Linked DNA regions of Mus musculus: region 2 is linked to region 1. Evidence: chromatin contacts called from public HiChIP or PLAC-seq data. All regions are on one chromosome and are shown on one strand. Each heading gives the region's core, a stretch centred on a gene start, on an enhancer-like site or on the middle of the called end of the contact. The rest is flanking DNA. Distances are from core to core; before and after follow the strand shown.

Region 1 (6,431 bases), core at 1,977-4,476:
AGGGGAATGCCAGGGTGGGAAGAAAGGAGGAGGTGGGTGGGTGTGGGAGCACCCTTATAGAGGCAAGAGGTGGGGGGGGGGGGTAGAGGGTTTCCGAAGGGGAGAACTGTAAAGGGGAAACCATTTGAAATGTAAATAAAGAAAATATCCAATGAAAACAAACAAACTAACTAATAAAGCAATCCAAGGATACCATAAGAAAATCTATAGAATCAACTAACCTGGACCCATGGGGCTTAGAGACTGAACCACCAACCAAAGAGCATGCATGAGCTGGACCTAGGTCTTCTACATATATGTAGCGGATATGCAGCATGGCTTCCATGTGGGTCCTTGTCTTAGTCAGGGTTTCTATTCCTGCACAAACATCATTACCAAGAAGCAAGTTTGGGAGGAAAAGGGTTTATTGGGCTTACACTTCCATGCTGCTGTTCATCACCAAAGGAAGTCAGGACTGGAACTCAAGCAGGTCAGGAAGCAGGAGCTGATGCAGAGGCCATGGAGGGATGATACTCTCTTATAGAACCAAGACTATCAGCCCAGAGATGGCACCACCCACAAGGAGCCTTTCCCCCTTGATCACTAATTGAGAAAATGCCTTACAGTTAGATCTCATGGAGGCATTTCCTCAACTAAAGCTCCTTTCTCTGTGATAACTCCAGCTGTGTCAAGTTGACACAAAACTAGCCAGTACAATTGACCCCTTGTCAACTTGACACACAAACACATCACTAGTAAGCCTCAACCCTTAATTTCTTATTCATCCCCACAATCTAAGCAACTTTAAAAGTCCCACAGTCTTTACATATTAAAAGTCAATCCCTTTAAAATGTAAAATCCAATGTCTTTTTACAATTAAAAGTCTCTTAACTGTGGGATCCACTAAAATATTTTCTTCCTTCAAGAGGGAAAAAAATATCAGGGCACAGTCACAATCAAAAGCAAAAATTAAACTCCAACTGTCCAATGTCTGGGATCCAACTCACAATCTTCTGGGCTCCTCTAAGGGCTTGGATCACTTCTCCAGCCCTGTCCTTTGTAGCACACAGCTTGTCTTCTAGGCTACAGCTGCCTATACTCCACTGCTGCTGCTCTTGGTGGTCATCTCATGGTACTGGCATCTCCAAAACACTGCATGACCCCTTCAGTCCTGGGCTGTCAATTGTAACTGAGGCTGCACCTTCACCAATGGCCTTCCATAGCCTCTCACAGTGCTGAGCCTCAGCTGCTCTGTGTGACCCCTTCATGCCTTCGAAACCAGTACCACCTGGGTGACTCTTACACATTACCAAGTCCCACTGTAGCAGGAGGTACAACCTTGGTTATCTCTGGAACACAACCTCTGTGCTCTCAAAAAACACTTCCCAGAAGATGTCAACTCAATGATGCTGGTCTCTTCTTAATCACTGCTAATTTCTTAGCTCCAGCTAACCAGCAGCAATAGTCCCAGTAATGCAAAGTTTTTGCTTTAGTAGTTCTGGTATCTTGTTAATCACAGCTGATTCTTCAGCCCCAGCTAACCAGAATCACAGAATCTTCACAATCAACCTAGCAATGGCCCTGAAAAAAGTCTTTAATCTTCCCTCTGAAATTTCACAAGTGAGGCCTCCATCTTCTGCACTGTTCTCAACATTATCTTCCAAGCTCCTACACAACATCTGATAGAGCTCTTAATAACGAATGGATCTTCTAGCCCAAAGTTCCAAAGTTCTTCCATGGTCCTCCCCAAAACATGGTCAGGAATACCTTACTCCTGGTACCAATTTGTCTTAGTCAGGGTTTCTATTCCTGCACAAACATCATTACCAAGAAGCAAGTTTGGGAGGAAAGGGTTTATTGGGCTTACACTTCCATGCTGCTGTTCATCACCAAAGGAAGTCAGGACTGGAACTCAAGCAGGTCAGGAAGCAGGAGCTAATGCAGAGGCTAATGAAGGATGTTCTTTACTGGCTTGCTCAGCCTGCTCTCTTATAGAACCAAGATTACCAGCCCAGAGATGGTCCCACCCACAAGGGGCCTTTCCCCCTTGATCACTAATTGAGAAAATGCCTTACAGTTGGATCTCATGGAGGCATTTCCTCAACTGAAGCTCCTTTCTCTGTGATAACTCCAGCTGTGTCAAGTTGACACAAAACTATCCAGTACAGTCCTCTAAAATTGGAGTGGGGGCTGACTATGACTCTGTTGCCTGCCTTTGGAGCCCTTTCCTGTAGCTGACCTACCTTGTCTGGCATTAGTGGGAGAGGATGCACCTAGTCCTGCAGTGACTTGATGTGCCACAGTGGGTTGGTACTCATGGGGGGCTCATTCCTTTTCAGAGGAGAACAGGAAGTGGGGATGGGGTATGGGGTATGAGGGTAGGACTGGAAGGAGAGGAAAAAGGGGGACTAAGATTGTGATGTAAAGTAGATGAATAAATTAAGGAGAAGAAAATGCAGTTTGAGGAGGGGAGGAAGGGGAAACTGTGGTCACGATGTAAAATTTAAAAACAAACAAACAAAAAAAGCCAAGTGGTGATGGTGCACACATTTAATCCCACTTGGGAGGCAGAAGGAGAGACAGAGACAGGGAAGCAGATCTCTGAGTTTGAGGCCAGCCTTGTCTACAGAGCTGTTCCAGGGCAGAGAAAGCCTGTCTTGAAAAAGAAAACTGCGAGAAAGGACACCCAACTCTGCTGCTCTCCAGTGTGCGAGATGGACTGGGATCTAGACAGAGACTGGGGATGTGGGTTTTCCCCCACTTGCTCTAAGGAATGTCTCTGATCATGACTTGGCCTTGAGAGACACAGAGGCTGGGAAGTCTGACAGGATTTGGGTTTTCAGGTCTTTCAATCTTTCATACATAGGAAAGGACAGCTTGTCCCTGGTCAACAGAGGAAGGCAGCTGTGAGAGATGGGGCTGCCTTGTCTGTCTGCAGGCCACTCTTGGCAAGGTCAAGCATTTTTGAGTTAACCACACAGGAAACAGATTCAGTGGCTAGAGCAGGGACACCCAAATGTCCTCGGGCACTAAGCAGTGCTATTTTAGGAAAGCCTGTCACTTCCTTCTTGGAGGAGATCAGAAGTTAATTGAGCGCCTTCTTACTTGCTTTGTGGAGGGCTTGGTGCTGATTTGAATTTTAAATTATGTAGTGTGGAAGTTGAGGGCAGAACACATACCTTTCCTGGAGTCTTGAAGCCTACTCTTCCTGCCTCGGATAGAGCTCAAAGCTCTGAAGCTCCTTGCCTGCTTCCCTAAAGGGAAGGATGAGGCTGGAGGATCACCAGTAGGCTGCCTTGGGCTACATAATAAGTTCCAGGACAACCTGGGCCACATAGTGAACTCCTGATCACCTCTAAAGTTCTTTAAAGATTTATGTATTTTTATGTATATGCATATTTTGCCTTCATACCAACTTCTGTATTAGTCAGGGTTCTCTAGAGTCACAGAACTTATGAATAGTCTCTAGATAGTAAAGGAATTTATTGATTACTTACAGTCGGCAGCCCAATTCCCAACAATTGTTCAGTCGCAGCTGTGAATGGAAGTCCAAGGATCTAGCAGTTACTCAGTCTCACGCAGCAAGCAGGCGAAGGAGCAAGAGCTCGAGCTAGACTCCCTTCTTCCAATGTCCTTATATGTGTGCGCACCATATGCATGCCTAGGTATCAGACTTCCTGGAAATGCATCCGACCTGTGGGTGCTGGGAACTGAACCCCCAACGCCTTCTCTTCCAAAGCAGCAAGTGTTCATAATCACTGAGCCATCTCTGCAGCAACAGCCACTCCATTTTTTTTTTTAATGAAAAAAAAAAAAAAGAATTTGAGCTCATGTAAGCAACTCTAATGAAATGGGGTGGAACAAAAAAGCCAATAGAAGTAGGAAGGGGGCTTTTTTGAAAGAAGAAATAGTTTGGTGGGAGGGAGAGTGAATAATGGGGCCCTGTGATCAGAATATATTATATGAAACATTGAAAGACAAAATAAAAATTTTAAAAATGAATTTGATCTTAGGGCTTCAGTTTTCTTAGGGAATTAATATTGTGTGGTTTATAGACATTGAAATAATCTATTTAAGGGAGGCTGGACAACAGGCATGGAGAAGATGTTCACAAAATGAGTGCTGGGTTCCATTAATACTAAGTAAGCAGACATGTGGTCTGCCCCTGTATTGGGGACCCATAGCTTCTCTCATTAAATAACTAGAGAGCACGTGCTTCTCCTTTGCCGGCCATGTGGCATCTGTTTCGGCCACCTGCCTTTGCTGTTATGGTGTACAAGTGGCCAGAGACAATTCACACATGAGTGACAATGGTGTGGGCCAAGTGAATTGAATCAGAGACATGACAGTTGGAAGCTCTGCTTGTTCTCACATGTCTCCCTGGCCATTTAAAACTGTCAAAGAGCTTAGACTGTGGGCTATAGGAAAGTGAGCAGCAGCTCTGCTTTGGCTCACAGGCTGAGGTCTACCACCTCCTGTCCCATGTTGCAACTTTCTCTGCCATATGCAGGACCTCTTTCAAATGTCTTCCCACTCTTGTTAATGGAAATTAAGTACTAGTCTGCTGTATCCTCAGTCTTGGGCCCAGAGATGATGTTATTAATTTATTGTAGCACCATTCTCTTACATCTATGGGAATACTGCCTTAATTGGGGTCTTTTGAAGGTGTGGACACTGGAAACAGTCTAGGGACAAAGAGGGATGTATTGGTGGTTGGGTTGTTGGTGAGTGTGCCCGGGTCTCATTTCTCTGCTCATCAACAGCTCCTCAAGGCCTCCCCAGCCAAGCTGCTATCTCCCCACCCACGCAGTGATGAAGGCTTGCTGAAACATTGTATGTAGATGCATACACACCATGCCTGGCCCATCACAGATGCTTAATACAGGCAGCAGAGATATCCAGAGCAACCAAAGCAAGTGCAAACTTATGTAGATCATTACTTAGTCTAACTTGGTTGCCACTGCAGTCCCAAGAAAGACTGGGGAGGAAATTCCTCTTAGCTAGCGCCACCTTCTTGCTTCCCATTCTTCCTCTCACAGTCTGCTATCCAAGTCTCACCTGGAGTGGCTTCACATGGCTATTTTATTTAAGGTTTATATTTAAGTTGTGCCCTTCATAGTGACTAGTGTCAGTGCCTGCACTGCTTTTCTCTGAGTAGCTTGACCATCTTGTCCACACTCATTGGGTTGGTTTTACCAGTATCACACAGAGTGTTGCGATAACTATTTTAGATGCCTAGTCCAACCATTAATGAATAGTTAATAAGTGAATAGCCTCATTTATTCTTTACTTAAGATCATTTACATTGTTATTCCTCTACTGTCATCTGCTTTTCGGGATCTAACTGGAATATACAGCTCTGAGGTGTGGCCACTGTGGAGCATATAGCCTAATGTTTGTGGTACTCCTAAAGAATTCATTTTTATTCCATTCTAAAACACAGTTGTCGTTTTCCAGTGGGTAGAGATCAATTTTACTATTTCTCACTGCTGAAGAGCAATTATACAAGATAATGTGTCCAATGGGGGCATTATTTAACCAGAAGGATGAATCAAATAAAATCAGAAGGATGAATAATGAGAGATGGCTCATCAGGTAGAGAGTCATGCCACCGAGTCTGATGGCCTGGCTTCAATTCCTAGAACGTATGTGGTGGGAGGAGAGAAATAGCTGCAGCAAGTTGTCCTCTGACCTCTACATATGCACACCATTATAGTGTGCCCTCCTTAAATAAATGTTAAATAAATGAGTTTAAATATTGAAAAATAATAGCTTAAAATTTTAATAAGTTTAATTATGACAGTTGTATTTGTATATAAAGTATTTTGATCAGCATCACCATCTCTATTACTTTATCTTGTCTCTTCCTCCTTCTCCTCCTTTTCTTTTCTTCCTCTTCTTCCTGCTCCTCTTCTTCCCCATCCTCCTCTTCTTCTTCCTGTTCCTCTTCCTCCTCCTCTTCTTCTTGATTTTTCTAAGGGACAAAACATGTGCATAGCATGTGTCCTTCTGAGTCTGGCTTCTTTTGTTTAACATGATGATCTTCAGTTCCATCTATTTTTACAAAAATGACAAGATTTGATTCATCCTCCTGGCTAAATAATGCCCCACTGGCCTGGTAGGAAAGCAAATTAGTATAGTCACTATGGAAATTAGTGTGGAGACTCCTCAAAAGACTGCAACTAGAAGAACCATGTGACTGAGCTATGTCACTCCTGGGTATGTTTCTGAAATCAATGTAACCCAGAGACATATAGACATGCCAATATCTATTGCTACATCATTCACAAGAGGTGGGCCATGGGATTAGCCCAAATGTCCATCAAGAGATAAATGGATAAAGGAAATGTGCTGTGAACCAATCCCTGGAGCTGTGTCCCACTGTAGCTCCCTTATTATGCTGACTGACTTCTCTTTAGCCCCTTAGGACAGATTCTAAGGAGGGACTCAGA
Region 2 (6,979 bases), core at 2,318-4,817, 970 kb after region 1:
CCTCAAGAGTGCTGGGATTCCAGGCATACGCCATCACCACATGAGGGGCACAATGCTGGGGACTGGATACAGGATTTAGTGTGTGCTAGGAAGTGCTCCACCAATTGAGCTAAATCCCCAACCCACAGATTTTCTTTTGAGACTTTCAGCTCTTTGGGAAGCCCCAAACTGGAGCTTAGAAATCTTCCTGCATCTAATTCCTAAGTCCTGGGACGGCAGATGGATCCGGGTCTCACTCAGCCCATTGCCTTGAAACAATTTCAAAGAAAGAACACTGCTTTTTGCCAGACCAACACCACCATGAACACTGTTGTACTGCAACCCATTAGGCTAACCTGGGTCACCACAGTGCTGTGCAGGACCAGCTCCCAGGCACAGTGCCTACAGGTGTGCATGGAACATACGGTCAGCACCAGCTACTCCATCACATCCAAGGTGAAAGATGCAGTGCACGAGAGTGATGTGCCCACCTTGCTGGAGTCAGAACGGAGGCTAGAACTTGGGCTGGATCCGAGGTACCCATTCACTTGGCCCATGGGATGGACCACAACTGTTAAATAATAAGGAGTTTGAATTGTAGTTGTAGTGAGACAGAGTTCTTCATCTCTCGGAAGACAGGAAGCAGAGATGGGAAGGGACCCAGACAAGGCCTATCTTCCCTTGGGACATCTCTAGTAACCTGCATCCTCTGACTAGGCTCATCTAACTTCTACCTTCCAAAATAACACTACAACCCAGGAGCTGAGCTTAATAGGGGCCAGTTTACATTCAAACTATAATGCAAACGGTTTTGAAGCTCAAAGAACATGGTGATAGAAAAAGAATAAGATTTGAATACAAAGAAGCAGGAATAACAAAAAAAGGGGAAAAAAAAAGAAAAAATAGAATTTCTTTCAGGCAGAGAAGCAGAGTAAAGGCAGGCTCAGAAGAAAAGAGAGGCCAGAAATCCTTGCAGGGTGAAATAAGTAAAATTAAAGGGAGCAGACAGGTAAAGGTAAAAGGCCTCTGCCATCAAGGCCTATGGCTCCTCTTCTACAGGCAGTAGGAACTTTCTCAAAAAAAGCTGATGCAGGATAGATTCCAGCTGTGGAAATCTGCTGTGGCTCTGGGCTGTTGGTAGATTTAAGGCAGACATGTCAGGAAAGCTGTTAGGAGACACCAGGAAGAAGGAACGCCATGTTCATGGAGCACTAGTAGTAAGGACAGAGCAGTAGACGTGAATGAGAAAAGAATCAAGTTAACATCTGGAGATTGTGGGAAGCTGTGTATTTAGCTGAGACTCATGGTATATGGTATCCTGTGCTTTACCCTGGGCAAACAGGTAAATAAGAGACTCCTGCTCTCTGTCTTTGTAGATAGTAAGAAGGAGGAGGCCCTTCTGCACAGTGATGGCAGGCTAGGGGTAGGGGATGGGCACAGGGAAAGCATTTCTAAATGGAAGTTGACTTCCTACTCAAGAGTCCTTTGATACAGAAGGCAAGGTACCAAAAATGGTCCTACTCTAACCAAATGACATCATTTTCTTTCATGCTGCACCCAACCAGGGCATCTATTCCCACCCTAAACAAAAGAACATGTGATGCTGACATAGCAGAAAAGTCTTCCAAGTTTTTATGTCGCCATCTGGTTTTCCCTCCTGTTTTCATTAGACTCCTACAGGAGAGAACACCACATGAATACCATATATCTCCCCTGAGCCAGACATGACTCTCCCAGAGCCTAGATCCACCCCCAGGAATAGCTACATTCCCTTGGATTCTTTCATCTCAAACCTGGCCTTCTAGCACTCAGTCTTGGGTGCCCTCTTCAATGCGATCATCTCATGTCCCACTCGCTTCTCCACACTCTGACGTCTTGACCTCAGATGAACCATATTGCTGCCCATCTCCTTACCTTCCTCACTACCAGCAAAAGAGGGTGGGCCCTGTGAAGAGGAAGCCTGTTGTTTTCCACAACACCCTGGTGGCTTTGGAAATCCAAGGGCAGGTTCAGCTTTGGAAGCAGGGACTAAAAGAAGACAAATGTCTTTGCCTAGGAGAACAGGACAAAAACATGTTTCCCACTTAGAAGGGAGGTTGACTCTGCGGAAAGAGCTGATCCCCAGAGCAGGGGATCTGAGAGGCCAGAAGCCTGCTGGAGACTCACCGACGTCCTTGAGAGGACTCTGGCTTTTAGCCAGCATGAAGGTGGAGCTTCAGGCCTGTCTTCTGGGATCAGAGAGGCCCCAGAGCTACAGAGGAACAGTGTCTTCTAAATCATTGAAAATGTATTTCAAACTTCTTTTTCCCCCTATTCAAGCAGAGGCGAGGCAAACCTGAATTGCATACAAGAAATAGATATATTATAATTAGGCGGTGGTGTTATGGTTTGCCTCAAATGAGTTGAGATAGAAACTTCAATCTTATCACAGTGAAGAGTCATCAGGGCCTGCAGCACAGTATAGATACATGGGCCAATCTGAGCCTCTGGAGCCATGCTGTAGAACTGGGCAACGGAAAGCCACATGCTTCTCCCGATGAGCAACGGAGGCTAGGGTGACTCGCATGCAGCTCAGAGTTTGCTCCCTCAGCGAACCCCAGTTTCACAGAAATGCCTCTGTCTCCCACCAACCCACTCATCCCACCTCCCTGGTCAAGAAACCTAGTCTTTATTGCTTCACAAAAATATAAGTATTTCATACATAGATGGTCACATTCACTATGTAGTAAAGATAAGCTGTTGATTCCATTCTCTCTCCTCCTCCTCCACCACCACCATCATCACCATCACTATTATTTAGATACAGAATTTCTAAGTGTTGGGCATACAGGGCCTTCGTTCGTGTGTTTACAGAGCTGTGAGGTGCTTACAGAGCTCTAGGGTAGTAGCTGAACAAGGGTATCAGAGACTCAGTTCCCCAGACAGCGTGCTTTTCCTCTTCCCTTAGTCTAGTAGGAAAAGCTAGGGTTTGCTTTACTTCACTGACAAATACAGAGAAGTTCTGGGAAGTGCCCAAGGCATCCTAAGAGCCAGAACTGAAACTCAAGAGTGAAGGGGGGGGGGGGAGAGAAAACAGGAAAATGTGGCTTTCTATTTTCATAGCAATCACAGACCTCAGGCACATTAGTGTGTAGTTTTCAGTCTGGTATTGTTACTACTCTAGTTTTGTGTCTTAAATCCCTGACTCTGAGTCAGGTGTCCTTGACTCAAGGGGCAGAACTTACCTGCACTGTGACGTTGAGTAAAGTCACAAACTCTGGTTCTGTTGCCTCATGTGTAAAGTAAGATATGTGAAAACCTGTGTCTTGTGGTTGTTGGGATCTGTGTGTCAGGAGGTGTGTGAAACACCTTGGCACAGCAGCTGCTTCTGCTTGTTGTTATGAAGACACTGCGTCTGGGCAAGCACAGGTGCCAGGGTTCTCCTCACAGCTACCTGGCACCTCACGCCGCAGATGCTTGCAGCTTCTAGATGTCTGTGTTGGACGCTCCTTGGTGTAGTCTCAACCAAAAGTCAGCTAAGCGGAACCAGGTCTTTCCTGAGTCTTCAGAAATAGATTTGATTTCATAATTGGACAATTCTGCCCTCTTGTGACAAATCATAGATATAGCGTGTTATCCCTAAACAAAACTCCAGGGCAGGACTGAGGAAAGCTTCAGGACTGCTTGCCGGGTCCCACTTGGAGAGGGCTCATAAGGCCCCACTTCTCCTTAAGGCTCTATAGGCATTTGGTAGTTGTTAGGGAAATGGGATTCAATAGGCCTATCCTCTCCCAAAAGATCTATAAGAAGAAGTGGTTGCTGGGAGAATGGAGAGGCACCCATGCTCCTGTATATAAACCCATATGCATGTCCCTGTGAGGAATCCCAGTGGAAATCATTGGGTCACTCCATCCCCAGAAGAGGACATGAGAGTATAAAGGGGACTAGTTGAGAAGGGGAAGGGGATCGGTGAGATGGGGGAAAGAGGACAAGGGAAGATAACAGAAGAGGAATATGATCACATACTATACATGCATGAATGGAAATGTCATCGTGAAACCATTATGTTTAATGCATAATTAATTTATGCTTATTTTTAAAGAAAAGGAGACTCCAGTTTACAAGTGTGTCTCTATTTCCAAATGGTGTGTCTGAAACTAATGGTCCCTCGCCCTGAAGAACACTGAGATGGAAGCCAGCTGCATATCAGAGATGTTGATAGGTTATTTGCCTAGCATACATGGATCCCTGAGTATAATCCCCAGCACCACAGAAAACTGGGTTGGTAGTTCATGCTTGTAATCCCAGAACAAGAAGGATAGAGGCAAGGAGATGCAGAAGCCAAAGTCTTCGTTGCCTATTCAGTGAGTTATTTAGTGTAGTCAATACCTAGTCTCAAAACACACACGCGCGCGCGCACACACACACTCGCGCACATGCACATGTACACGCACACACATTTATAAAATGACTGTTTAATTGTCTCAGGTTCCTCTCCTGTAAATAATATTTCATTGCATGCTCTAAGAGAAGCCAAGTCTGAGAGGTCACTATCAACCTCACTGTTTCTTCTCTTAGAATTTATCTCTTCAATACCCTTCCTCCTGTAACTTATTCTCAGGCATCAAAACCATCTTCAAAGTCCAGTACCCTCCACATCTCTAGACTGGATTCAGCTAGTTGGCCTCATTGCCTGGTGCTTTGTATTTTTTCTGGGGGAAAAAAAAAATCCCCGTTCAGGGCAATGTTTTCTCCGCAGGGATCAGGGCCCTTGTGTGAGCCCCAGTTGCACCTTCTGTCCCATTGACACTATTTGTAGAACTGTGGCTAGTTCACAGCGGGTGATTCAAAGCACATGTTACACCTAGAAATTACTCAGCTTCCTTCTTTGAAGCTTTCTTGGGTCCAACTGCAGTACAGTACGTGCTGTTTTTCCACAACTCCAGTCACTGTTGTTCACTGAAGGTGCATAGCTACCCACCCACCAAACATTGGGGCTGGCTTCAACATGGGCTTGATCTTTTGCCTGTTCTGGCTACCTGAGCCTCAGTAAGCCTTTAAGTACCTGTTCTGAGTCCTGAATGCTGGTGTCAAATGGATCTCAATTTCCCCAGTACCATTGCTTGAGTGACAGGATTCTCTATTACCCTCATATACAAGGCTCAAAATGAGGCTTGGGGGTCATGTGGGTCCCAGATGAATTTCTGTCCTCCAGCCTCTGCAAACCAGCTTCCCCAGTGTGACATTAATCTACACTGTCAACCTGACTGAATTAAGGAATGCATAGGGCATTAGCAAGTGCGTCTCCAATGACATTTTGAAAGAAAAAAAAAAAAACTCAGTGAGAGTAGAATTGTTGAGCATGTGAACAGTGGCATTCTGTGGATGAGGGTCCTGAAGGGAGAAAGTGGGTACCCAACTCCCAACTCATCTGCCTACATGAGGGGTAAGCAGCCTAGTGTTAATAGCAACACAATGGAAAGCCACTCCTGACACCATGCTGGACTGAGCTTCTAACTATGAGCCAGAATAGACTCTTCCCACCTGATGTTGTTTCTTGTTTGGTTACATGTTATATTATTTCATTTCAAACCAGGGGTCTCTTCCCCACCTTTTATCACTTGGTTCCCAGATAAAAAGACATGCAATCTTTATATCCATAATAAACCTTAATTGGCACTAGAGCTGGGGAGATATCTATCTATCCTCCAAGCTATTAGAATCTACTTCTGCATGACAGCCCCAAATTATAACTTGATATATTCCATCTGGGCTGCTCTTAACTCCAATTGGCCAGCCCTCATGGCCATGTTTTTATAACTCACCTACATGGCATCTCTCCTCCCTCTTCTCTCTCTTCCTTCTAGTGGTCTCCTCAGAACCCAAGTCTGGAAACCCAAATCCCGCCTACCTCTCTTCTGCCCAGCTATTGGCTATAGGCATCATTATTCACCAATCAGGCCACTAAAGAGGGTTCCATCTTCATGGTCTTATATAAAGCTTGATTATCTCCCAAAAGCTTTTCCTTCCTCCAAATTCAATTACACAGAGAAAAAGACTTTAACATATGGAGGTGGAGGAGACAGACAGGTCCAGCCCCAAGCAACCTGTTCTGATAGGATACAATGAAAGGAGATGGTCTGGCCAGACTCAGATGCAATAAAGAACCTTTAGTTCCATATGTACATGGTTTATAAGCAGAGGGAACTGACAAAGAAGGCTTTGAAAAGACAGCTTTTGATTTGGTTAATGACCGAGGTTCTTGGACTTCATTTGTAGCATCCATAGCCATCCCTAACTCCAGTTCCTGGGAATCTTCTGGCAGACCCATTAGCCTGGCCTCCTTGGCAAAGTTCATCCTGGCCAGTGAAAAGATCTTATCGAAGAAGAAGAAGAAGAAGAAGAAGAAGGAGGAGGAGGAGGAGGAGGAGGAGGAGGAGGAGGAGGAGGGGGAGGGGGAGGGGGAGGGGGAGGGGGAGGAGGAGGAGGAGGAGGAGGAGGAGAAGAAGAAGGAGAAGAAGAAGAAGAAGAAGAAGAAGAAGAAGAAGAAGAAGAAGAAGAAGAAGAAGAAGAAGAAGAAGAAGAAGAAGAAGAAGAAGAAGAAGAAGAAGAAGAAGAAGAAGAAGAAGTAGTAGAAGTAGTAGTGGTGGTGGATGGTACCTGAGGGCCAACAATCATCTTGTCCTCTGACCTCCACTCATGGACCTGCATATACATATGCATACTCATACCTGTTTGTGTAATTTTTAAAAACACGCTTCTACCTTCTCAGGTGGTCTGCCCGTGCTCTCGGCTTTGCTCTGAGATCAGCAGCCACCAATTCCACTCAGCTCCACCAACAGCCAGTTGGTCATTTTTCCCTCTTTCTTCTCCGGCCCACCTCAGTGCCACAGACAGTTTTATTTTTTTATTATTTTTACTTTTTATTTTATTGTTATTTTAAAACTATCTAGATAACTCAATGACTAGTTGAAGAATTTCCTGCACTAATCTTATTAACTAGCTATCTCCATTCTCCCTG

The links. HiChIP or PLAC-seq counts read pairs in DNA pulled down with a chosen protein or histone mark.
Region 2: an H3K4me3 HiChIP or PLAC-seq map of bone marrow-derived macrophages shows a contact between it and region 1, with 12 times the contacts expected there. The contact joins two enhancer-like sites. A contact is called at or near these places in 2 of 39 promoter capture datasets (the 3T3-L1 cell line and hippocampal neurons), 3 of 115 datasets of contacts at active chromatin or transcription factors (bone marrow-derived macrophages, embryonic stem cells and microglia) and 3 of 9 other capture datasets (embryonic stem cells, embryonic tail and liver).

Annotation. Positions count from the first base shown.
Region 1 is chr7:82,825,450-82,831,880 of GRCm38.p6, forward strand. No RefSeq gene overlaps it. Among named protein-coding and RNA genes, the nearest start is that of Gm29796, 18 kb to the left of the region's middle. Within about 2 kb of position 3,227, at least 36 of the 459 cell types and tissues checked have an H3K27ac peak or open chromatin away from gene starts, as enhancers often do. A contact at or near this core is called in bone marrow-derived macrophages and microglia, where this site is marked.
Region 2 is chr7:83,799,169-83,806,147 of GRCm38.p6, forward strand. No RefSeq gene overlaps it. Among named protein-coding and RNA genes, the nearest start is that of Cfap161, 7.8 kb to the left of the region's middle. Within about 2 kb of position 3,568, at least 40 of the 459 cell types and tissues checked have an H3K27ac peak or open chromatin away from gene starts, as enhancers often do. A contact at or near this core is called in bone marrow-derived macrophages and microglia, where this site is marked.